5 separate regions of the Mus musculus genome follow, and regions 1, 2, 3 and 5 are each linked to region 4. A link is a contact called in public promoter capture Hi-C data. All regions are on one chromosome and are shown on one strand. The core of a region is the stretch at or near the end of the contact, and the rest is flanking DNA. Distances in the headings are between cores, read along the strand shown. Region 1 holds the start of Mknk1 (MAP kinase-interacting serine/threonine kinase 1). Region 2 holds the start of Kif2c (kinesin family member 2C). Region 3 holds the start of Atpaf1 (ATP synthase mitochondrial F1 complex assembly factor 1). Region 4 holds the start of Nasp (nuclear autoantigenic sperm protein (histone-binding)). Region 5 holds the start of Rps8 (ribosomal protein S8).

Evidence for each region. Promoter capture Hi-C pulls out the DNA fragments that hold promoters and counts their contacts. Capture Hi-C pulls out chosen DNA fragments and counts their contacts.
Region 1: a promoter capture Hi-C map of liver shows a contact between it and region 4, with 3 times the contacts expected there. The contact joins the promoter of Mknk1 here to the promoter of Nasp in region 4. A contact is called at or near these places in 3 of 39 promoter capture datasets (liver and pre-B cells), 1 of 484 Hi-C or Micro-C datasets (CD8 T cells) and 1 of 115 datasets of contacts at active chromatin or transcription factors (memory CD8 T cells).
Region 2: a contact with region 4 is called in a promoter capture Hi-C map of pre-B cells, with 3 times the contacts expected there. The contact joins the promoter of Kif2c here to the promoter of Nasp in region 4. A contact is called at or near these places in 4 of 39 promoter capture datasets (the C10 cell line, cranial neural crest, frontonasal cranial neural crest and 1 more), 3 of 484 Hi-C or Micro-C datasets (B cells, liver and muscle stem cells), 5 of 115 datasets of contacts at active chromatin or transcription factors (bone marrow-derived macrophages, effector CD8 T cells, embryonic stem cells and 1 more) and 1 of 9 other capture datasets (adipose tissue).
Region 3: a contact with region 4 is called in a promoter capture Hi-C map of adipose tissue. The contact joins the promoter of Atpaf1 here to the promoter of Nasp in region 4. A contact is called at or near these places in 1 of 39 promoter capture datasets (liver) and 1 of 9 other capture datasets (adipose tissue).
Region 5: a promoter capture Hi-C map of neural stem cells shows a contact between it and region 4. The contact joins the promoter of Rps8 here to the promoter of Nasp in region 4. A contact is called at or near these places in 12 of 39 promoter capture datasets (the C10 cell line, cranial neural crest, erythroid cells and 8 more), 1 of 484 Hi-C or Micro-C datasets (nephron progenitors), 4 of 115 datasets of contacts at active chromatin or transcription factors (astrocytes, cardiomyocytes, embryonic stem cells and 1 more) and 2 of 9 other capture datasets (adipose tissue and liver).

The regions. Positions count from the first base shown.
Region 1 is chr4:115,837,023-115,841,262 of GRCm38.p6, reverse strand. Mknk1 (MAP kinase-interacting serine/threonine kinase 1) reads right to left here and starts at 2,065. Exons shown (of 13, transcript NM_021461.5): 1 at 1,982-2,065.
Region 2 is chr4:117,180,965-117,185,283 of GRCm38.p6, reverse strand. Kif2c (kinesin family member 2C) reads left to right here and starts at 2,660. Exons shown (of 20, transcript NM_134471.4): 1 at 2,660-2,853. The coding sequence starts at 2,793.
Region 3 is chr4:115,783,619-115,788,029 of GRCm38.p6, reverse strand. It overlaps Atpaf1 (ATP synthase mitochondrial F1 complex assembly factor 1), which reads right to left and starts at 3,024. Exons shown (of 9, transcript NM_001369233.1): 1 at 2,726-3,024. The coding sequence starts at 2,979.
Region 4 is chr4:116,624,988-116,629,471 of GRCm38.p6, reverse strand. Nasp (nuclear autoantigenic sperm protein (histone-binding)) reads left to right here and starts at 1,521. Exons shown (of 16, transcript NM_016777.3): 1 at 1,521-1,582; 2 at 2,043-2,140. The coding sequence starts at 2,082.
Region 5 is chr4:117,153,928-117,158,051 of GRCm38.p6, reverse strand. Rps8 (ribosomal protein S8) reads left to right here and starts at 1,920. Exons shown (of 6, transcript NM_009098.2): 1 at 1,920-1,994; 2 at 2,375-2,481; 3 at 2,945-3,044; 4 at 3,239-3,414; 5 at 3,624-3,753; 6 at 4,065-4,124. The coding sequence starts at 1,991. Snord55 (small nucleolar RNA, C/D box 55) reads left to right here and starts at 2,204; the gene lies at 2,204-2,281. It overlaps LOC115490046 (a small nucleolar RNA gene), which reads left to right and starts at 2,763; the gene lies at 2,763-2,866. It overlaps Gm22980 (a small nucleolar RNA gene), which reads left to right and starts at 3,890; the gene lies at 3,890-3,959. It also overlaps Snord38a.

The DNA of each region.
Region 1 (4,240 bases), core at 816-3,315, 790 kb after region 4:
CTGAAATCAATAACAGCAGTGAAGAATCTTGGTTCATGAAGAATTCCTGCACCTTTGTGCCTCTGGTGCCTGTAAGTAGGGCAACATCCATCTAACCAGGGCCCTCCTTAGCCATGAAGGAAAACATGAGGTCTCCTTCTAATCTTGATGGCTTGTAAAACAAAGACCAAAGAGGGATAAAAAAAAAAAAAGGCACTGACTCATTTGACCACAAGCATTACAGAGACCTACTATGTGCCAGTCCTGTACCATGAAGAGCAGGTGTGACATAGACTTGGCTCCTTGCCACCAACTGTAGTCGGGGTACATATGAGTGATGTACCCCAAGACAGACTTTGCTAAGACGTCTATAGGAAGCTCAGTCTCTGCTACAGGAGACTGGATTGGGAGCATCTAACCAGCAGGAGGATGAGACGCGTCACCAAAGATGTGGTGTGAGCACCCGTGAAGAAGCTGCAGAAGGTGCCATATTATTGAATAACTACAGACCACACAACAGGAGACCTAGCTAAACATGTGCTGCAATTTGCCAGCTTCTTCTCAGAACTTCTCTCTCCATGGTTGGGTTGGCTGGTGCCAGGCCCTCTGACTGCCAAATCTGCACTAGAGAAATGACACTCCTATGCAAGCCAAAGACCCTGGATTATAGAAAGAGGAACACTGAGGTGGGAACAGATGCTCCGAAGGGGCTCCAAACTTCCTGGCTAGTTCACTTTTTTTTTGGTTTTCGAGACAGGGTTTCTCTGTGTAGCCCTGGCTGTCCTGGAACTCACTCTGTAGACCAGACTGGCCTCGAACTCAGAAATCTGCCTGCCTCTGCCTCCTGAATGCTGGGATTAAAGGCATGTGCCACCACGCCCAGCTTGTTTTTTTTGTTTGTTTGTTTGTTTGTTTTTTGTTTTTTATTTTATTTATTTATTTATTTTGCTAGTTCACTTCTATACACAATCCTGACTCCGTGTCTATTCTTCACAGTACTTCCAGCCCAGGCCCTTTAGAAGGCCCGAAGCTAGGGACAGTGGGCAGCAGCTCTCTGATGGCTGGGGATCCAGGGAAACATTATACATCAACCACTCAGCTGGTTCTTGGCACAAGGCCTGTGGTCAACAAGTTTGAGCTCCCTCCTCATACTGCAAGGTCAATTCCACGTGTAAATCCCAGAGGCTCCAAGGCTCAGGTTACATCAGCTTCTCCCCCCAGGGCCTCCCTGAAATATGCCAGATCAAAACACTCTTTCCTGGAAATCACAATCGTATGTATCAGTACCATTGCATGTGGGCAATTTACATATAAGCATACTTAACCCTCACAGTGACATTATTATATTCGTTTTAAAAAGCTCTAAGAGAGAAAAATGAGTTGTTCTAGGATGCTTCCTAGGAGAGGGGAAAGCATAGCTCACCCCCAAAGTCAAGCACTCCCACCCTCTTACCTAGCTTCTGATGGTCCACAGTCCTACAGCTATAGGAAAGAGACTGCATCCTACCCACACTCCCACCTCTCTGTTGAAAAAAGTGTGGCAGAATCATTTGTATACTATATTGCAAAATAAGTGGAAACCGCCAATTTAACACAACGAAGTACACATATTTTATAATGTGCTCATGCCAGTGAACTGTCTTGAGCCCTGTCAGTCTTGAGTGTATCCTTGTTTGGTCTGAGGCTCAAACTCCTTATAGGCTGAGCTCCTCCTCGACAGCCCGTACCCACCGGCTCCGGACCTGTCACAACCCAAGCCTGTCCATAAGCACGGGCTGAGAGTCCGAAAGAGGATCTTATGCGCTGCGGTCTGGGCAGGGAAGCAGCTTTGAGGACAGTTCTAAAAGGATGTCCCCTTCGGCTGCTCCTCCGCAGAAGAACCGGGTCTTAACCTCGAGCTGCTCAGAAGGCCCTGTCTGCCCCTCCCGGGCGACTGCAGCGCCGCACCCCAGACCCCGGCCCCGTTTCCCCGCCGAGGGACTCCTCGCTGGCTCACTTTTACCTTAGTTGACCACCGCGGGAACGGCCGCGAGCACCCCCACCTGCAGGTCTCCGTCGAGAACGCGGAAGAGGCGGAGCTAAACTCAGGGGGAGGGCCCGAGCAGAAGGAGGCGTGAGGGGGAGGAGTCACGCCTGCGCCCCGAGGGCCACACGTGGCGAGAAGCAAGGCCAGTTCACTGCGCAGGCGTGGCATATCAGAGCGTCCTCTGGTTGTTGCGGGTTTCTTTTACAAGCGGAAAGTGGAAGACGCTGCAGGTGCAAATAGTTACTTCTGCGAGCCAGAACGGAGTTCTTGTAAACCTGAGGGCAGCTCTGTTAAGTAAAGTTTATTTTTGAGACAAGGCCTTTTGTATACTCCAGACTTGACTTCAAACTCGTTTTTCTTCTGACTCAGTCTCCAGAGTTCTCTGATTACAGACGCACACCACCGGGCATGACTGTAAAATTTCTATAAAGGTCTGCGTATACAGAAGTTCATTACTTCCGGTAATTAAATTTTTTAAATTGTTGTTTTTCTAAATAGTCTCACTATGTAACCCTGGCTGGCCTCAAACTTAAAGAGATCTACCTGCCTCTGCCTTCTGAGTGCTAGTATTAAAGGTGTGTGCCACTACAGCAGCTAAAACAACAGCTAAAACAAATGTTCTTAAAGATCTATTTCTTTTTCTCTCTCCTCTCTGCTCTCTCTCCTCTCTGCTCTCTCTCTCTCTCTCTCTCTCTCTCTCTCTCTCTCTCTCTCTCTCTCTCTTCTCTCCCCCTCCCCCCTCCCCCCTCTCCCCCTCTCCCCTCTGTGTACTAATTAGAGTAGTACCCCAACCAGCCTCCTTGCCTCACTTCCACAGGCTGCAGATGCCTGAGACGGGAAGACGGGGTGCTTGGTTTCAGTTCAGGTTCTGACGCAGTTTTCTTTTGTGTGGTGAAGTAAACTTCCCTATCCCATTCAGTATTGTTGTTAGGGTCTGGAGAGTAAGGGGCTTAAAGAGCATCTCCGTTTCCCATCACTCCTCTAAAACACATTTATTCCCTCTTCTGGCCTATGTGTTCAACTATATGAGGGAAGGAAGTGGAAGTATTCAAGACTTTGCTAGATTTCAAATCTAGATGAAGACTGGAAAGGGACGTCTTTTTCCCAAGCATTTGTATTTACTTCCTTTCCAAATTTGAGTCCCCTTCAAAGGCTGGATATTGCAATCTCTTTCAACTTATAACCTTCCAGGCCCACCAAACTTCGTGTCTTCACTGCCCTTTCTAGTCTATTCCCCAACCCTTGATAGCCAACCAGTCCAGGGTCACTCAAGCATAGATTGGGATCCAGATTCTCAAAATTACTACCCACCTCCCCATGGCAACCATGATGGTTAATTAACATTGGATAAAGGCTCTAGGGTGCTCCCAGGAAGGAGGGCAAACCATGTAGAACTCAGACCTTCCTCTGGCCTATTTGACCGCATTCCATAGTTCCATACTGTGGTAGCCACGAACATATAAAAGGGCCACAGGGCTCATGAACGCTGAGTTCATCCAGCATCATTAGTCAGTGTGGGATGTTCTGCCCCAGGGTGGAGGTGACAGCTTATTCCCTGTTCCCTGTCCCCTCAATGGATGCAGATCCTGAGCCAACAAGACAACTAAGCCCTGGCTTCCCAGGTAAGTTGCTTTTGTTAGGTTTTGCCTGTTTAGGTGAGAGTCTTCTTATTTCTCATTACTAAGGTCAAAGCTCTCCCTCTTTGTCCTCTAAGCATCCTTCTCAGACTCTCCAAGCAAGTGTGTGTGTGTCTGTCTGTGCATATGTCCTTCCTAACATATTTCCAGACATCTCAAATTTGAGATAAATTTAACTCTTCCACAACGTACATGGACTTTCTAACAGCTGGACTGTCCAGTGACTGAAGAGATAATGATTTGTAATGGGTTTGAAAACACTCTTTTAGAACACTGGGCTCTGGGCATTAGAAGGAACAGCAAAATGGAAAACCTTCCAGATTCTAGAGCAGATACTGGGGGTGGGGTGGGTGGAAGGAGAGCCAGGCAGCTGGCTAAAGACTTGTGTCAATCACTTGAGACATGTTGAGTATTAGCTGGATTATTATCATGTCCATTCACAGGGTGAGGATGAAGGAGCTTAGAGGTCAGACCCTCACCCCTACTTCTATTTTAAAATGATACTTCTGCCAGGTGTGGAGGTGCACACCTTTAACCACAGCACTCAGGAGACAGAGAAAGGTGGATCCCTGTGAATTTGAGGCCATCCTAGTCTACA
Region 2 (4,319 bases), core at 1,411-3,910, 550 kb before region 4:
AAGTCCTCTGCAAGAGTAACTAGTGTCTTTAACTGCAAAGCCCTCTCTCCAACCCCAATAAATGTATTTTTAAAAAGAAAGGAGTTGGGCAGTGGTACACACCTTTAATCCCAGGATCAGGAGGCAGAGGCAGGCAGATCGCTGAGTTCCAGGCCAGCCTGGTCTACAGAGTGAGCACCAGGACAGCCAGGGCTACACAGAGAAACCTGAGAGGGGAAGGGGAAGGAGGAGGGGGAGGAGGGGCAGATACTTAGTAGATAAAGGTACTTGCCGCCCAGCCTGAAGACTTGATCTTGATCCCTGGCACCTGCACACTAGAAGGAGAGAACTGACTATTGAGAGTTTCCCTCTGATCTTCATAGGAGCACACCCACATGCACACACAAATAAATAAAGAAATATAAAATAAAGGAGGCTGGAGAGAAGGCTCAGCTGATAAGGGTATTTGCTGCTTTCCTGAGACCCGTGTTGTCTGCTCCATAACAAGACCCTGTCTTAAGGCCAGGTTTAAATTTTTTTTAAGATTTATTTATTTCATGTATATGAGTACGCTGTCTTCATGCACAACAGAAGAGAGCATTGGACCCCATTACAGATGGTTGTGAGCCATCATGTGGTTGCTGGGAATTGAACTCAGGAGCTCTGGAAGATCAGGTTCTATAACAGACTCAGCACAGCCAGAGCTACATAGTAAGACCCTGCCTCAAAAAACAAAACAAAGAAAACAGGTCACTCTGCTACACTGTGAGTTAGAGGCCAGTCTAAGATGTTCATGGACAAGAAGTTGTTTTCTTTTATATTTTAACTTTACCATCATCGTCATCGGCATGAGGTTAAAGGGATGACAGCCTTCAGGGGTTAGCTCTCTCTTTCCATCCTGTGTGTTCCAGGCTCAAGCACAGCAGCAAGGGCTTTTACCCTCTGAGCCATCTCAATACCCTGTCCTTCCTTCCACTGTTGCTATTCTTGGTTGTTGTTTTTTTTAAGATTTATTTATTTATTATATGTAAGTACACTGTAGTTGTCTTCAGACACTCCAGAAGAGGGCATCAGATTTCATTAGATTTGAACTCGGGACCTTCGGAAGAGTAGTCAGCGCTCTTAACCACTGACCTATCTCGCCAGCCCTAACAAAGAGTATTTGTTTTGGTTTGGGTTTTTTGTTTTGTTTTGTTTTTCGAGACAGGGTTTCTCTGTATAGCCCTGGCTGTCCTGGAACTCACTTTGTAGACCAGGCTGGCCTCGAACTCAGAAATCTGCCTGCCTCTGCCTCCCGAGTGCTGGGATTAAAGGCATGTGCCACCAAGCCTGGCACTATTCTTGTTTTTAATGTAACTACATTTAACTTGTTTATTTAGTATGTGTGTGTGTGTATGTGGTGCATGCCATGGCACATTTGTGGAGGCTTTGGGGAGTTCATTCTCCTACCATGTAGGTCCAGAAGATCAAACTCAGGTCTTCAGGCTTGTCAAGGTTGGATAGACCAAGGGCTAGACACCATTTACACTATACATATCCTCCGCGGGGCGGTGGGGGTTCTTGGTCTGCATAGGTCTGCATACTGGGGCAGTAATGATGTGGTTCAGTGTAAGAACGTTCCCCTAGAAGCCGGACAGTAGTGGCACATGCACAAAGTCCTGGAGTTAATACCTAGTACTACGAAACAAAAAGACATTATAAATAATGACAAAAATCAGGTATGGTGATTCATGCTAATTCCAGCATTTAGGCATTGTAGGCTGCTTTTCATTGCCAGCATCTTTTTTTGTTTGTTTGTTTGTTTGTTTGAGACAGTTTCACACAGCCCACTCTGGCCTCAAACATGCTGCTTAGCTAAGGTTGGCTTTGAAATTATTCTCTTTTCTTCATCTACAGGGAGCTAGGATTATAGGCATGATCTACCATACCCCGCTTCTCTTGTGTTCTGTTTTGTTTTGTTTTTCTAGAAAGGGTTTCCCTGTGTAATCTTGGCTATTCTGGAACTCAGGCTGTAGACCAGACTGACTTCGAAGTCAAATTTGCCTCTCTCTAGTGGTAGGATTAAAGGCTCGAGTCACCACCGTATGACTTCCCCCGTGTTCCTAATAGGAAAAAAAAAAAAAAAAAAGTTTCACGGACAGGAACCATTCGTCTTGTTTATTCCACTATCCCAATCTAGCACTATGTCTAGCACTAGCATGTGACTATTTTTAATTGGTGTCTTCGAAATATTGTATACATTTCAAAGAGAAAGCAATCATCAAGAAACCAGGATTTGAACCCCTGTCTGTAGAATCACAAGGCCCTCACTGAAACATTATACATAAGTTTCCTAGTCTTACATAAAGGCAGAAGTTCGACCTGGTAGCGGGAGGGTAAGGCCAGAAGCCATAAAACCTTCCCATCAGCTGGGCGTGGTGGCGCACGCCTTTAATCCCAGCACTCGGGAGGCAGAGGCAAGCGGATTTCTGAGTTCGAGGCCAGCCTGGTTTACAGAGTGAGTTCCAGGACAGCAAGAGCTAGAAAAACAAAACAAAACAAACAAACGAAAAAACCAAACAACCAACCAACCAACCAAAAACCCTTCCCATCAGTCTCAGAGCTCGGGAGCCCGGCCACGCGCCGGAAGTCGGAGACCAAGACTACATATCCCACATTGCTCTGCGGTGCGTCGCACTGGTGACGTTGTAGGGAGGCTGGCGCGCGGGATTTAAACTGCAGCGGTTTAGGCGTTGTTAACACAGCGCAGTATTAGCAGAGTCGTGGTTTCCAAGCTTCTTTCATTTGTGTTGCCTGTTGTTGTTCCTGAGTCCATGGAGTCGCTTCACGCACGCCTGTTTCCTGGTCTCTCCATCAACATTCAACGCAGCAATGGTGAGGGCAGGGTCTTGAGGCCAAGGGGACGACCCAAGAGCGGTGAGACTGCCAAGATGGTTATCTGAATCTCCGTGTGGCAAAGCTTTGGGATACTTTCCCTTATTCCACACTGAGGGGGTCCATGTCACTACACTGGCAGTCGGTGTCCCCTACACAGGAGGAAAACGCTACTTTGGTTGTGGGTCCCTTGCCTGCTTTCTGAGTGTGGGCGGAGCACGTCTGCGGTTATTGGTGCGCCTAGCTAGGTTATAGCGATTGGATGCATTTCCTCTGAACCTGTTTTGCTTTGTTGGACCCGCGGCTTCCTCGGCCTCCTGAGTGCTGGGATTAAAGGTCATGCACTACCACGCCCGGCTTTTTTTTTTTTTTTTTTTTTTTTTTGGCGTTTGTTTTGGTTTTTCAAGGAAGGGTTTCTCTGTGTAGTCCTGGAACTCCTGTAGACCAGGCCTCGAACTCACAAATCCCCTGCCTCTGCCTCCCAAGGGCTGGGATTAAAGGCGTTGCACCACCACTGCCCGGCTCAACCATCTGTCTTTATTAAGCAATTTCTACAGGTCTAATAACGGGTCATTCATGGACTAGCCAACCACTGCCAAAAATGGACCAGGGAACTCCAGCGGTCCAGCTCTTTACTGATGTGTTCAGGAATAGCTCCTCCAAGGAATGTAGTAACTTACTTGCTCAAATGAATCTTCATTCTGTTGGAGCGGTGATGCAATTTTATCCTATGGAGCTGGGGTTTAAGGCCCATTCCCTGTTCACTTCCACTGTGGAATGGTCTAAGGGTGAACCCCACTAGAATTACTAACTAGCATTTGTGTTTTGTTTTATTTTTTGAGACAGTTTCTCTGTAACAGGGCCTTGGACCTGGACTTGCTTTGTAGATCAGGCTGACCTCGAACTCACAGAGATCCACCTACTGTACTTTGCAAGTGCTAGGATTAAAGGCATGCACCATCACAGGCCTAGTTCTTTGGTGTTTTGTTTGTTTGTTGCTTTTTAAATTTATTATTTTATTTTATGTTCATTGGTGTTTTGTGAAATCCTCTGGAAGTGGAATTACACTTTGACAACAGGGTTTCTCTGTGTAGCCCTGTCTGTCCTGGAACTCACGTTGTAGACCAGGCTGTCCTCACTCACAGAACTCCTCAGGCCTCTATCCCTGATGTATTGGGATTAAAGGCAAGGGCCACCACTGCCTGGCTGTTTGTATTTTTTAAAAGAGAATTAAATTTTCCCTTCCGGAGCCGGGCATGGTGGCTCATGCCTTTAATCCCAGCACTCGGGAGGCAGAGGCAGGCGGATTTCTGAGTTCGAGGCCAGCCTGGTCTACAAAGTAAGTTTCAGGACAGCCAGGGCTATACAGAGAAACCCTGTCTTGAAAAACAAAACAAAGCCGGGCGTGGTGGCGCACGCCTTTAATCTCAGCACTCGGGAGGCAGAGGCAGGCGGATTTCTGAGTT
Region 3 (4,411 bases), core at 1,775-4,274, 840 kb after region 4:
TTTTTTTGCTTTATTTTTCTTTTGCAGGCTACTCGCTCAGGTGATGCAGGGCTCGCTTTCTTAGGTTCTTAAGCCACTCAAGAGAGAAAGAATACTGTCAAGTCATATTGCTGGGTTACCTCCACAGGCAGGAATCCTACAGCGTGCCTACTCAGTGTTAAGGTTTTACCTGAATATATCTAATTTTTGACGTCTCCTTCTATACCCACCATCAGATCCTGTACTCCAAATGGATGCTCTGGAAGAAGCCTTAGTACCTGAGCATCTCCCTGACCTATCAGACAGAACACCAGAATTCATCCTTTATCTTAAAATGGGGATGCTCTTCAGGCTTGAAGGCTAGGCTGAGGCAGCCATTGTTACTAAGGATACGTCAGAATGTGTAGCTGATTATGGGATGCGTGGCTTTGTAATCGTAGATGAAAACATCATCCAAGAACTCTAGCTACTTGCCTGGGAGACACACAACAGTTTGGGTGAGGAGCCAAGGATAGCTTGTTTAACCGTTTGGTAGACCTTCATAGTCAAGACATTATAGGGTACTGCCTATTCCAAAAACTGTTTGGATGTGACACCAAATGTCACTGTCTTCACTACTATGTAGATGGGCTGATCTTTTCTTTTCTTCTGGAAGGACTGGGTCAGCCCAGCTAATAAGCACGGATGTACCTGAGCTTGCCATGGTGAGTGCATAGAAAACAGGGGCACCGTGCGCAGGAGAGCTCTTGCTGTGCTCTAGGCACATAGAAAATAGCTAACACACTGTCCCTACTTGAAGAAACTTACTACCTAGTTGTATAGACAGATACATAAATATGTACAAACGCACTGCTGATAATTATAACCGTAACAAAATTTTGCTCAAACATCCTTAAATGACTGAGGTGGTTTCATGACTGTACTTTTGACTGTGTTATTATTTCCCATATTTGGAACACATTCCTCCAATGATTTAAGAGCTAGACCTAGACCATAGTATTTGCAGTTTAGGTATTAGATTGGTCTAGAGAGTGGCAGAGAACTAGCATGTGAAGGTTTTACATCAAGCGCTAAGCAGTTTGGACACTGAAGAATTCAATGGGGCACCTTGGGAAACTCACTTTCTGAAATATTAGTATGTATAAATGTTGATGGGAATGACCCAAGGAAGGAAAGAGACCATTATTGGCCCCTGAGTAAGTCTGAATAGACCCACTAAGTACTCAGTGAGATGAGACACCTCTTTGGAGACACTTGTGTATTAAAGGGATCAGAGAGAAGTGGGTGGAGAGGACTGCAGGTCAAGTACTATTTTAAAATCAATTTGAGACTATCTAATGTTTGAAGGAGAGCAAAAGTATTCACTCATTTATTCCATCATTGCTTCAAAAAGCTTAGAAGATCACTCTATTCGTGGTAAAGTGACAGACAGGTGGAGGGTTCCAGGGCTAGAAGTGGTAAACCCTAGTGTCTTAGTCAGGGTTTCTATTCCTGCACAAACATCATAGCCAAGATGCAAGCTGGGGAGGAAAGGGTTTATTCAGCTTACACTTCCATACTGCTGTTCATCACCAAATGAAGTCAGGACTGGAACTCAAGCAGATCAGGAAGCAGGAGCTGATGCAGAGGCCATGGAGGGATGCTCCTTACAGGCTTGCTTCCCCTGGTTTGCTCAGCTTGCTCTCTTATAGAACCCAGGACTACCAGCCCAGGGATGGCACCATCCACAATGGGTCCTCCCACCCTTGATCACTAATTGAGAAAATGCTTTACAGCAGGATCTCATGGAGGCATTTCCTCAACTGAAGCTCCTTTCTCTGTGATAACTCCAGCTTGTGTCAAGTTGACACACCAAACCAGCCAGTACACCTAGTTAGAGGATGCTGCTGCCCCGCGTGAAGACGAAGAACTTAAGGGAGTGGAATTAAAATGAGACAAAATGCAGAGAACTTCTAGCCGGTAACGTCTGGCTTCCTTTCAGAAGTGCCTTCCTATAGCACCAAACTCTCAGACCACCATTCCTTACCTTCATCCTTCGTCCTGGAACTAGGCACCCACTCTACCTACCTTAACAGCCATAACCCTACGACACTTTTCCTCCTCAGTGCTGGAGATGGAACTCAAGGCCCAGTGCATAGTAAGCAAGTTCTCTTCTACTAAGCCACACCTCTTTCATCTTCACGGTTTACCTTCTGGAAGCTGACGCCTTAGGAACCCTGGTTACAGTCAGATAAACCTTAACCAACTGTGTGACCTCGGGCAAGACTCTACCTCTCTCCAGATCCCTACATTTCCTTAGTGAGAGGGTTCAATGGGCAATACAAACGTAACATTATCATATCAGTCTTTGCCACAATCCCAGTCTCCTTGTCCAGGCAGTCAGGGCCCTAAGCTGGGAGAGCCTGTGAACTTGATCTCTCAGGCAGGTATCTGCTGACTCAACATGTGACCTTGAGCAAATCAAATGCCTTCGCTGAAGGTCTTCATTTTCATCTTCCTAAGTAGGGGACAACTTTCTCTGAGCTGTCTTCTTCATAGGGCTTTAAAGAGTGTTTTGACGACTGTGGAAAGACCCAAAGAGTCTGCAGAGATGTGACTTTAGGCAAGTGGCCTGGCCTCTCTGAACTTGGAAACAAACTATTGGTATAGCAGGGCCAGGGCAAGCCCACCGTCCCGGAGAGTAGTGCATGCCGGAAGCTCTGCCCGCCGGTCGTGAGTCCCCACCCCCACCCGACCAGGACCGCACCTGCGCAGCTGCTGGATCTTGTCCCGGTAGCGGTCGTAGAAGGGGTTCGCTTCCAGCTCGCTGACCCCACTGCCGTCTGCTCCCTCGGGGGGCAGGCCCGAGCCCCGGCGCACCGGGAACACGCGCAACTGTGCCGGTGACACGAACCCCAGCCCCAGGGCGCGGCTGCGCACTGCACACAGGCCTCGGTAGAGACCCGCCACCTGCAGGACTGCGGGGCACGCTCCACCCGCAGCGGACACTACCGCCGCCATGGCCGCCTGCGACTCCCCCTCCTCCTCCTCGGGCGCGTCAGCCTCGGCCCCCGGCCCGCGCGCCTGCTCCATCTCCCGCAAGGTCCGCGAGGCCCGCGTTCCGCCACCGAGGTTCCGCGCGCTCAAGGTTCCGGGTGCTGGAGTGGAGAAGGGACAACGACGCTTCGGGCTGGCAGCTCCCGGTTCTGCCCACCCGCTCTAGGGGTGTCGTGGCGCGTCTCCTCCCGGGAGTCTGCCAGGATTCACCCCACCCCCTACCCCCGACCAGCAGCCTCTGCGCGCCAGGCTTCTGGAAAGCTGGCTTGCATCTTCGGGTTCTCACAGGGCTTGCCCCTTTTCTAAATTTACTTGGCACTAGCTGTAACAGTTTCTTTAGCTGCAAAGGATGTCTGAACATCATAGCTGAAGCTTCTCTTTATCAGTGTCTATTTGCAGAAGGTTCCATTGGCCTCATACCCTATGAAGTAGATATTAACCTCATTTTACAGATGGAGAAGCTAAACAGGCTGTGAACCATTAAAGTAGTAAGTTCCACCTAAAAGCTAAGCTTTTTAAAAACGCAATGCCTCTGAAGTCTGGGTTCCTTCCTGGCATTTAATTGAACTACTTTCCTCAGAGACATAAGGAATTATCCTGGACAAGTCTTTATTTGGGCTCTCCCCTTCTCAACCAAAATGTCACCATCTTCATTTGCTGAACCAAACTTGAGCTTAGGAACAATGGTATCTCACCTGCTACCATCCAAAGCAGACCTTATGTGAGGGCAGTCACATGGAAGTCCTTATCTGGACCTTAGTTGATAGGAACCTCTCCCGAGGCAGGAACAGGGACTCCAAACTCTGTTCAATACAGCCTGCGCTCAGACATCAGACTCTCGATGCTGGGACAGTGCATTGGGAGATATGGAAGTCTGACTTTGCTGGCCTGTACCTGGCTCAGAATTTTTCCACGTGCTGTTTCCTCTGCTCAAACAGGCATGCATTGCCTCCTCCTCATCTGGAACTCAGTTCTCTCAGCGCCTCAAAGAGACCTCTAGAGAAACCTCCCCATCCTTTAAAAAAAAAAATTGTGTTCAAGTGTGGTGAAGCACATGTGGAAATCAGAAGACAATTTTGTGAAATAGGCTCTCTCCTTCTTTTCCAGTTTCCAACTCCTTTCCAGCTGATCTAATTCAGCTCTCCAGGCTCACAGGGCAAGTGCTTTTAAGCTGCTGAGCCATCTCTCCCCCATTCCTCCTTATAGTCTATCTTTACTCTTCCCCCACCCAGAGCTGAGGACTGAACCCAGGGCCTTGTGTAAGCACTCTACTAAGCTAAATCCCCAACCCTTTCCAGTCTTTTTTTTTTTTTTTTTTTTGGTTTTTCGAGACAGGGTTTCTCTGTATAGCCCTGGCTATCCTGGAACTCACTCGGTAGACCAGGCTGGCCTCGAA
Region 4 (4,484 bases), core at 272-2,771:
TTGTTTTGTTTTGTTTTTCTGAGACAGGGGTTTCTCTGTGTGGCCCTGGCTGTCCTGGAACTCACTCTGTAGACCAGGCTGGCTTCGAACTCCCAAGTGCTGGGACTAAAGGCATGTGCCACCACTGCCGGACAAAATTTTTTTTTTTTTTTGGAAACAAGATCTCACTATGAAGCCTTGGCTGTGTTGGAATTCCTTACATAGATTAGGTTGCCTCAACAGCTTCTGCCTTTGGAGTGCTGAAACAGGTGTGCTGTCTTAGAACTAGCTCTGTAAAACATTCTGGGTTCAAATCCAGGGAGACCAGTCTGCCTCCTGAGTGCTGAGATTAAAGGTGTGTGCTAGGACTGGAGAGATGGCTCACCGGTTAAAGAGCACTGGCTATTCTTGGAGAGGAACAAACTATCTGTAGTTCTTGTTCCAAGGGTTCAGACACCCTTACACAGACATACATGCAGACAAGATACCAATGTACATGAAATACAACTAAATAAATTATAAAGGTGTGTGCCATCATACCCAAGTTATTTTTTTTTTAAGATTTATTTATTTATTATATGTAAGTACACTGTAGCTGTCTTCAGACACTCCAGAAGAGGGCGTCAGATCTTGTTACAGATGGTTGTGAGCCACCATGTGGTTGCTGGGATTTGAACTTCAGACCTTTGGAAGAGCAGTCGGGTGCTCTTACCCACTGAGCCATCTCACCAGCCCCCCCCAAGTTATTTTTTAAAGGAACCCACTTATTTCTATTTATCCATTTTTAGTTCTTTTTTTTTTTTTTCATTTTGTGTGAATAAATGCTTTACCTACATCCATGTCTGTGCACCATATGCATGCCTGGAGCTTAACGAAGTGGTGAGGCGCCTTGTGGGTGCTGGGAATTGAAACAGGATCCTTTGCAAGAATAACAAGTGCTCCTAACCTCCTAGCGAATTTTCCAGCCACATTTACTTTTATTTAATGTGTATGAGTGTATCTGCATACATAAATGTGTACCATGTGTGTGCCTAGTGGCTCTGGTGGTCACAGGAAGGCATTGATTGAATGCCCTTGAACTGGAGTTACAAAAGGTTGTAAAAGAAGGCGTGTGTGGTGCTGCTCACCTGTAATCCCAGCCCTCGCAATCACAGGCAGGCAGATGTCTGTGGGTTAGAGATCAGTGGGTCTAAATAGCAAGTTTCAGGCTAGCCAGGGATAGACTGTAAGTCCCTACCTAATATATATGAAAGAAAAAAAAAGAGAGACAGCTAAAATATTTAAAGTGTTTTAAGTACAGGATTTAACTTAACAACTTGGACGTGGGTAAAGTAAGATGATGGCAGCAACGGATTGGATCAGTCAAAGGCGGTGGATCTAAACACCCGCATCCCTTTGCCCCTCTAAGAGTTTTGAATCAAGCGCGATAGTTTTATCTGTAGCCAATCCTAGAGCAGCATCTTGTTTCGTCAGTAGTTGCTGAGGCCCAGAGCCACGCGTCTGTCTGGTCAGTTCTAGCCGTTGCTGCTGTACTCGTGCTCAGCTCTTGCGTTTCCATCCGTTAAGACTGAGAGGACATAGGGAATACCTGTCACCTTCTCGGGTATCCCCGTCAGAAAGACACCTTCGGGACTACTTTTTCCACAGTCGCAGAGACTCACTGGCTCCACTTAATTGTGGAATCTCTAGGCTGGCTCCCATTCAGAAGTTGTAGTACTGAGATTTTGCTTCTATCACGACTAGCCACAGAAGCAGGAAATTGTTTGATTTTTGTTTTCTTTTTCCTTTCTATCTTACTTTCTTTTTCTTTTTTTCTTTTTTTAAGGAAAAACGGGCTAGGGCGGGAAGATACCCAAACGGGAAGGGATACAGGGCTGTGTCCTTGTGACAGAAAGGTGTTGAGTCCTAGTCCTTTAAATCCGAGGGGGGAGGATCCGGAAGTGGATGGGCGGGACAAGGGACCTGGTATATAAGAGGGCCTCAACCGCGCGGGGTCTCCAATCTGCCATTTTCTCTACCTGAGTGAGTCTCTGCTGTCCGGAATTCTCTGGTTTTCTTCGCAGGCAGTGTTCTGCCCACTGGCCCACCACCTCAGGGGAACGATGGCCACAGAGTCTACAGCCGCTGCTGCCATCGCCGCGGAGCTGGTTTCCGCTGACAAGTAAGCGGGACTGTGGCGAGCTTGAGGCCAGTCCTCAGGGAGAGTCCGGGGACTTGGCTTCCCGGGCGGGACGGGCTGGTGGGTGGGACAGCTGCCTTCCCCGGAACAACGGCGGCCGTGCGGAGAGGGTTGCTCTGTGGAGAAGCCCTACTTGCGAAGAGCTGGCGCGCCAGCGGTAACGGCGGGTGGCTGGCGCCCCCTGCCCGGCTTTTCACGGCCGCCATCTTGCCGGGGGCAGCGGTGGCTGGCTCCATCGCCGGCCCCTTTTTTCCACCCCTTGCCCGAGGTTGCCGGTAGGTAGGCGGGGCCCGGCTCCAGTCGGTCCTTGAGCCCCTCCTGATCGCGCACTCCTAGGGTGCGTCTCTGTAGAGAGTCTGTAGACGTACCGAGAAATTGGCCAACAGATTTGGCGCCAAAAAAAAAAAAAAAAAAAAAAAACCCACACGAGGATGGAGGCTTGGAACAGGGGACGCGGGTGGGTGGGGCCTCTCAGAGGGCGGGGCTTTGCACGCTGATCGTCGTAGTTTTGGCTCTTAGGAGTGGGCGGGGCCTGTAGGAGGCGGGAAAACTCCATTGTTTGGAGTGGATGCTGCTTTTGCCGGGTCGGTGGGGCGCAATGAATTTTATTATATACTCACTACCAGGTTTACAGTAATCTTGAGGGTGGCTACGGGACTGAAGCTTTGTAACTCTTAACCTTTGCGGAGAAGTGTCTTGATTCGTTAGGTTTTCGGTATGTGGGACGGGGATTTTGTTGCTTCAAGGGACACTTTACTTGCGTAGTGTCTTCGGTAAAGGCTGTATGTAGCTATCAGTCTAGTGTTTACTTGCTAGATGAGTTTGCTAAGCGAAAGGACCCCAAAGGAGGAATGCTTGATTTGAGAGCTTTAAAGTGCTAATCTAACTTGATCTCTCCCATATGCACAGAAGCATTCATCAGTTCGAGGAAAGAAGTTATTTTCCATACAGGTTCGATTTTCCAGTTTACCTTGCCTTTTTTAGGTCCTGGATTCTATTTTTTTCTGTCCCTTGAGCATTTTTTTTTTTTTTAACCAAGTTTTGCCTTGGGTAAAAGTAAAGGTGTCTGTGAGATATTTGATTGGTTTTTCTATAGGTTTATGTTTTAGATGACGTTTCACTCCGTACAGTTTACCCTATCACCTTTTGGTTCCTTTCCTAGTGGGTTCTTGAAAATCAGTGGGTCTCTAACCACTCAACCATTTGGGAAAGTGCAGTTTTACCCTCAGATTCCACTTTCCTAGGTCCTCTTCATTGATATTTTTAGGGCCAGAGTAGATTAAGTTTAGGAATTCGGTAGAAACTCCATTTCTGGTGCTTTCTGAACAGCTGCTTGTATTACGTTGGGGATCCCTTTCCTTCCAGTACTTTACAGTTTGGGAATGCCTAGCATCTCCTCAGATTTCCAAACTGTGTTTTTTGTTTTTCTGTGTAGTCCTGGCTGCCTTGGCCTCCCAAGTGCTGGGATTAAAGGAGTATACCACAACCTTCAGCCTTTTTTTGTTTTTGTTTTTGTTTTTTTTTAGAGACAGGGTTTCTCTGTGTAGCCCTGGCTGTCCTAGAACTCATTGTGTGGACCATGCTGGCCTCAAACTCAGAAATCCTCCTGCCTCTGCCTCCCAAGTGCTGGGATTAAAGGTGTGCCCCACCTCTGCCTGGCCAGCTGCTCTAAGATTTATTTATTTTATGTCTGAAAGTACATAAGCTATCTGTAAGCTATATGTACAATATAGCTATACAGATGGTTGTGAGCCTTCACATGGTTGTTGGGAATTGAATTTTTAGGATTTCTGCTCGCTCTGGTCAACTCCACTCCCTCAGCCCCTGCTTGCTCTGGCCCAAAGATTTATTATTATACATAGACACTGTAGCTGACTTCAGACCATCAGAAGAGGGAGATAGATCTCATTACAGATGGTTGTGAGCCACCACATGGTTACTGGGATTTGAACTCAGGACCTTCAGAAGAGCAGTCAGTGCTCTTACCCACTGAGCCAGCTTGCCAGTTCCCAGCTTTTTTTTTTTTTTTTTAAATTACTGTATAAACAAACTTTACAGAGATTTTCATGTATTCATTTGTGTTCAGTTACACTTTGGCTGTTGGTGAAGTAATTACCAGCTTCCTTCCTGAATGGGTATTTACAGAAAATTACATGCCTACTTTTTGTTGTTGTTTTGAGACAGGGTTTCTCTGTATAGACCTGGCTGTCCTGGAACTCACTTTGTAGACCAGGCTGGTGTCGAAACTCAGAAATCCGCCTGCCTCTGCCTCCCGAGTTCTGGGATTAAAGGTGTACTCCACCACACCCGGCTGGGTTTTTCTTTT
Region 5 (4,124 bases), core at 671-3,170, 530 kb before region 4:
TACTGGTTAGTTCATATTGTTGTTCCACCTATAGTACAAACCTGTCTCTTGTACATAACCTTCAGTCTCCTGAGCCAAGAGCTTGCAAATCCAGCTTAGGTACATTGGTGGTGGCTCTGACTTGCATGTGGCAGATTCTCTCTACCACTGAAGTGGCCCAGCTGCTGCTATGAGGGATACTATGGCAAATCCCAAGGTCAGGCCAATTCAGAAAACCTAGATGTGGTAGCTCGCCTATAATTCCACAAGTCAGAAAGGCTGACACAGGAGGATTACCAGGAGTTCAAGGCTAGGCTGGGCTACTGTGAGCATGTAAGACCCTCAAAAAAACAAAAACAAAGCTGGGTGGTAATGCAGCTTTAATCCCAGCACTTGGAAGGCAAATCACAAGCTTGTGCCTTCAGGCCTGGCTCAAGAACACTTTTAAATGATATTAAAATGATTAAATGATATTAAAACAAAATTAAAAATCTCTTCAAGCCAGGCGGTGGTGGTGCACGCCTTTAATCCAGCACTCGGGAGGCAGAGGCAGGTAGATTTCTGAGTTCGAGGCCAGCCTGGTCTACAAAGTGAGTTCCAGGACAGCCAGGGCTATTCAGAGAAACCCTGTCTCAAAAAAACAAAACAAAACAAACAAACAAACAAAAAACCCCAAAAAAACAAACACAACAAAAAAATCGCTTCAAAACTGTAAAATCGTGGGGGGGGGGGGGGCTGGCGAGATGGCTCAGTGGTTAAGAGGGCCGACTGCTCTTCCAAAGGTCCGGAGTTCAAATCCCAGCAACCACATGGTGGCTCACAAACATCCGTAACGAAATCTGATGCCCTCTTCTGGAGTGTCTCAAGACAGCTACAGTGTACTTACATATACTAAATAAATAAATCTTTAAAAAAAAAAAATCGGATACACGCAGTAAAAACCTCAGAATCAAAATTTAAAACATTTGAAGTTAAAGTTTAAAATTCAAAAAGAAATCGGTCAGGTGAGAGGTCCCTTTAAAAGTAGACGTTCACTGACATTCAAGGCGACGTTTAAGTTTAAGAAATAAAATGTACTGACTGAGCTCTCATCTTGTCTGACGCCGGAGCCCCACTGTCCTCTGCTTTGATTTCACTTGGAGGGGTGTCTAGTGCCTCAGTTTCTCCTCAGCCGGCCGCTTGTTCCTCCCACTGAGCAGTAGCTCATTCTTTAGCTCAGGCTAGCCCTCAACTGGTGATAATTCTCTGTCTCAGTGCTGGATTTCAGGTTTGACCCACTGGGCCAGACCAGATTGTCAGATACTTTGGAATTGGAATTTCAGGAACTGTGAGTCGACCTAAGCACTTGATGCTTTTGAAGAGACCCTGAGCACAGTTTGCAGTACCAATCTTTCCAGAACTAAAACTGTTTTTAATTTCCTTTTTGATTGCTAATTGCTGCCATGTAAGAGATACACATGAATTTTGTGTGTTCATATACAGGGTCAAGTCCCCCTGTGAACAGAGCGTTGGAGCTTCTACTACTTCACTTTTCCAATTAGGGCCCTTTACTCTTTTTTCTTTTTTGGTTTTACAAGTTTACAAGGGTTTCTCTGTATAGCCCTGGCTGTCCTAGAACTCACTTTGTAGACCAGGTTGGCCTCAAACTCAGAAATTCGCCTGCCTCTGTCTCCCGAGTGCTGGGATTAAAGGCGTGCGCCACCACGCCCGGTTTAAAAAAAAAAAAAAAAAAAAAAATTTAAAGGACAAAATGTAAGCACAACAGGCAGGCAAGTGTGCCCTATAGCTCAGCTTAAGGAGCCCGCCCTCCAGACCGCCCAAGGTCAAGGGATTTGAGGCGGGGTCCGCGTGAGTTCGCACGCCGCAGGACCCTCCCCTGTGCCAGCGTCCCAGGCTCGCCGCGGCCCCAGGTCCTTCCCGGCAACCGGAAGAGACGTAAAGAAGGCGGGGCTGAGTTTTAGAAACCGGACCGTGAAGCTTTGCGCTTCCTCTTTCCAGCCAGCGCCGAGCGATGGGTGAGTGTTGCTGCGGGCCGGGTCGGGCCGCGGGGGAGCGAGCTCCATCCGTCTCCATCCTGCCTCCCGACGCATGCTCGGCCCGACCATGGGCCACGGGCAGCCGTGGCAAGGGCCTGCGGTGGGCTAGGGCTGTGGAGATCGCTGCGGCCGCCTCCGGGGCTCCGGGCTGCGAGCGGGCCAACATGGCTGCCGCGGGCCGGGCCGCACGCGGATGATGACACCTGGGTATGCTGCACACTCCCGACTGCGTCGTGGGGAAGCCAACCTTGGAGAGCTGAGCGTGCGGGCAGCCCGCGCAGCGCGGGGCTCGGGAGCGGGCTGATTGGCCGGCGGCGAGGCCCGGTTGCTCAGGCTTGCGTCCTCGCTCCCACACACAGGCATCTCTCGGGACAACTGGCACAAGCGCCGCAAGACCGGGGGTAAGCGAAAACCCTACCACAAGAAGCGAAAGTATGAGCTGGGACGGCCCGCTGCCAACACGAAGGTGCGTGCGGGGGTCGGGGGGAGGACGACTGGGAGAGGCTGCCTTCCCCTGCGCTAGAGCGTGTTTGCTGGGGAACACGAGTGGCTGTGATCACCTTTGTAAGGCTCAGGTTTCTCGGTGCTGGCGACTGGACATGGAAGTGTGTCCACGTGCAGGGTCTGTGCACCCTAATCTCCAAGCTTAGGGTCTACTGGAGCCTAGGAGTGGGAGAGCTGCAAGCTTGGTGTGTTCCTTACTGGGGTTCTTCCTGTGTTAGGGGGGGTCTGGCTTTTTCTGGAGGTAACTAGGGTGATGAAAACGTATCCTTAGGCGTGGTTATGGCCGTCTTGGCCACCTGTACACCACTTGCCAATGCAAGGACTTGTCATAGTTACACTGACTGTTACCTCCGTCTGGTTCGGGTTCCTCTCCCAGTCCCCACTCGTTTTGATGACACATGTTCTGGCCTTCTTGTGTTCTCTAGATTGGCCCTCGCCGCATACACACAGTCCGAGTTCGAGGAGGCAATAAGAAGTACCGTGCCCTGAGATTGGATGTGGGGAACTTTTCCTGGGGCTCTGAGTGTAAGTAGGTGTTGAAGTATTTGAATTTGTTCTTGCTGAAAGATCCTGAGGTAGTTGGAGAATTCTTTGCCATATTCTGATCTCTTAACTCCTGCAATGAGAGGTGCTTTCTAGAGAATGTTAAAAAAAGATTTCAGTAATAAAAAAACATTAACTGCCCCAGCCCCTGATTGTGAATCTCTCTTTGTATGCAGGTTGTACTCGCAAAACAAGGATCATTGATGTTGTCTACAATGCATCCAACAACGAGCTTGTCCGCACCAAGACCCTGGTGAAGAACTGCATCGTGCTTATTGACAGCACGCCGTACCGACAGTGGTACGAGTCCCACTATGCACTGCCCCTGGGCCGCAAGAAGGGGGCCAAGCTGGTGCGTTGTCTTCCTGTAAGGGGTTGATTGGCTGGGGGTGGGATGGGTGCTGCCTTCTTGTGATGAAAATACTGTCCAGTTCTGCTACTGAAGGAATGAGATGAACACTTTAGTGCTGAAGAAGGCAAGCATGGCGACTTGGGGGGGGGGGGTTCAAGGAGGCTTGTGACTTTCCTGGTGACAAATCAATTCATATTCTTTTCATTCAGACTCCTGAGGAGGAAGAGATTTTAAACAAAAAACGATCAAAGAAAATTCAAAAGAAATACGATGAAAGGAAAAAGAATGCCAAAATCAGCAGCCTCCTGGAGGAGCAGTTCCAGCAGGGCAAGCTTCTAGGTGAGGTGGCTGTGGGGCTGGGGTGGGTGGACCCTTCCTGGTTCAGTGGGGTACATGTGAGTGTAGGTGGCTAATAACGTGCTGTGTGGGTGGAAAGCAGGTTGTGTAGCTGGGGGCAGGGGATGATGCGGCACTGTCTCGGTGATGAGAACTTTGTCCAGTTCTGCTGCTGATCTCTTAAGTGAGGATGAAGTTATCTGAGGAGACGGTTGGCCTTCAACGCCTGCCCCCTGGGTGTCAGGCCAGCGTGGACTTCTACAGGTGGCGTGGAGTGTCTTGTCCTTTACTGAAGACTGCCTGTTCTCTTTCAGCCTGTATTGCCTCACGACCAGGCCAGTGTGGCAGAGCAGACGGCTATGTGCTCGAAGGCA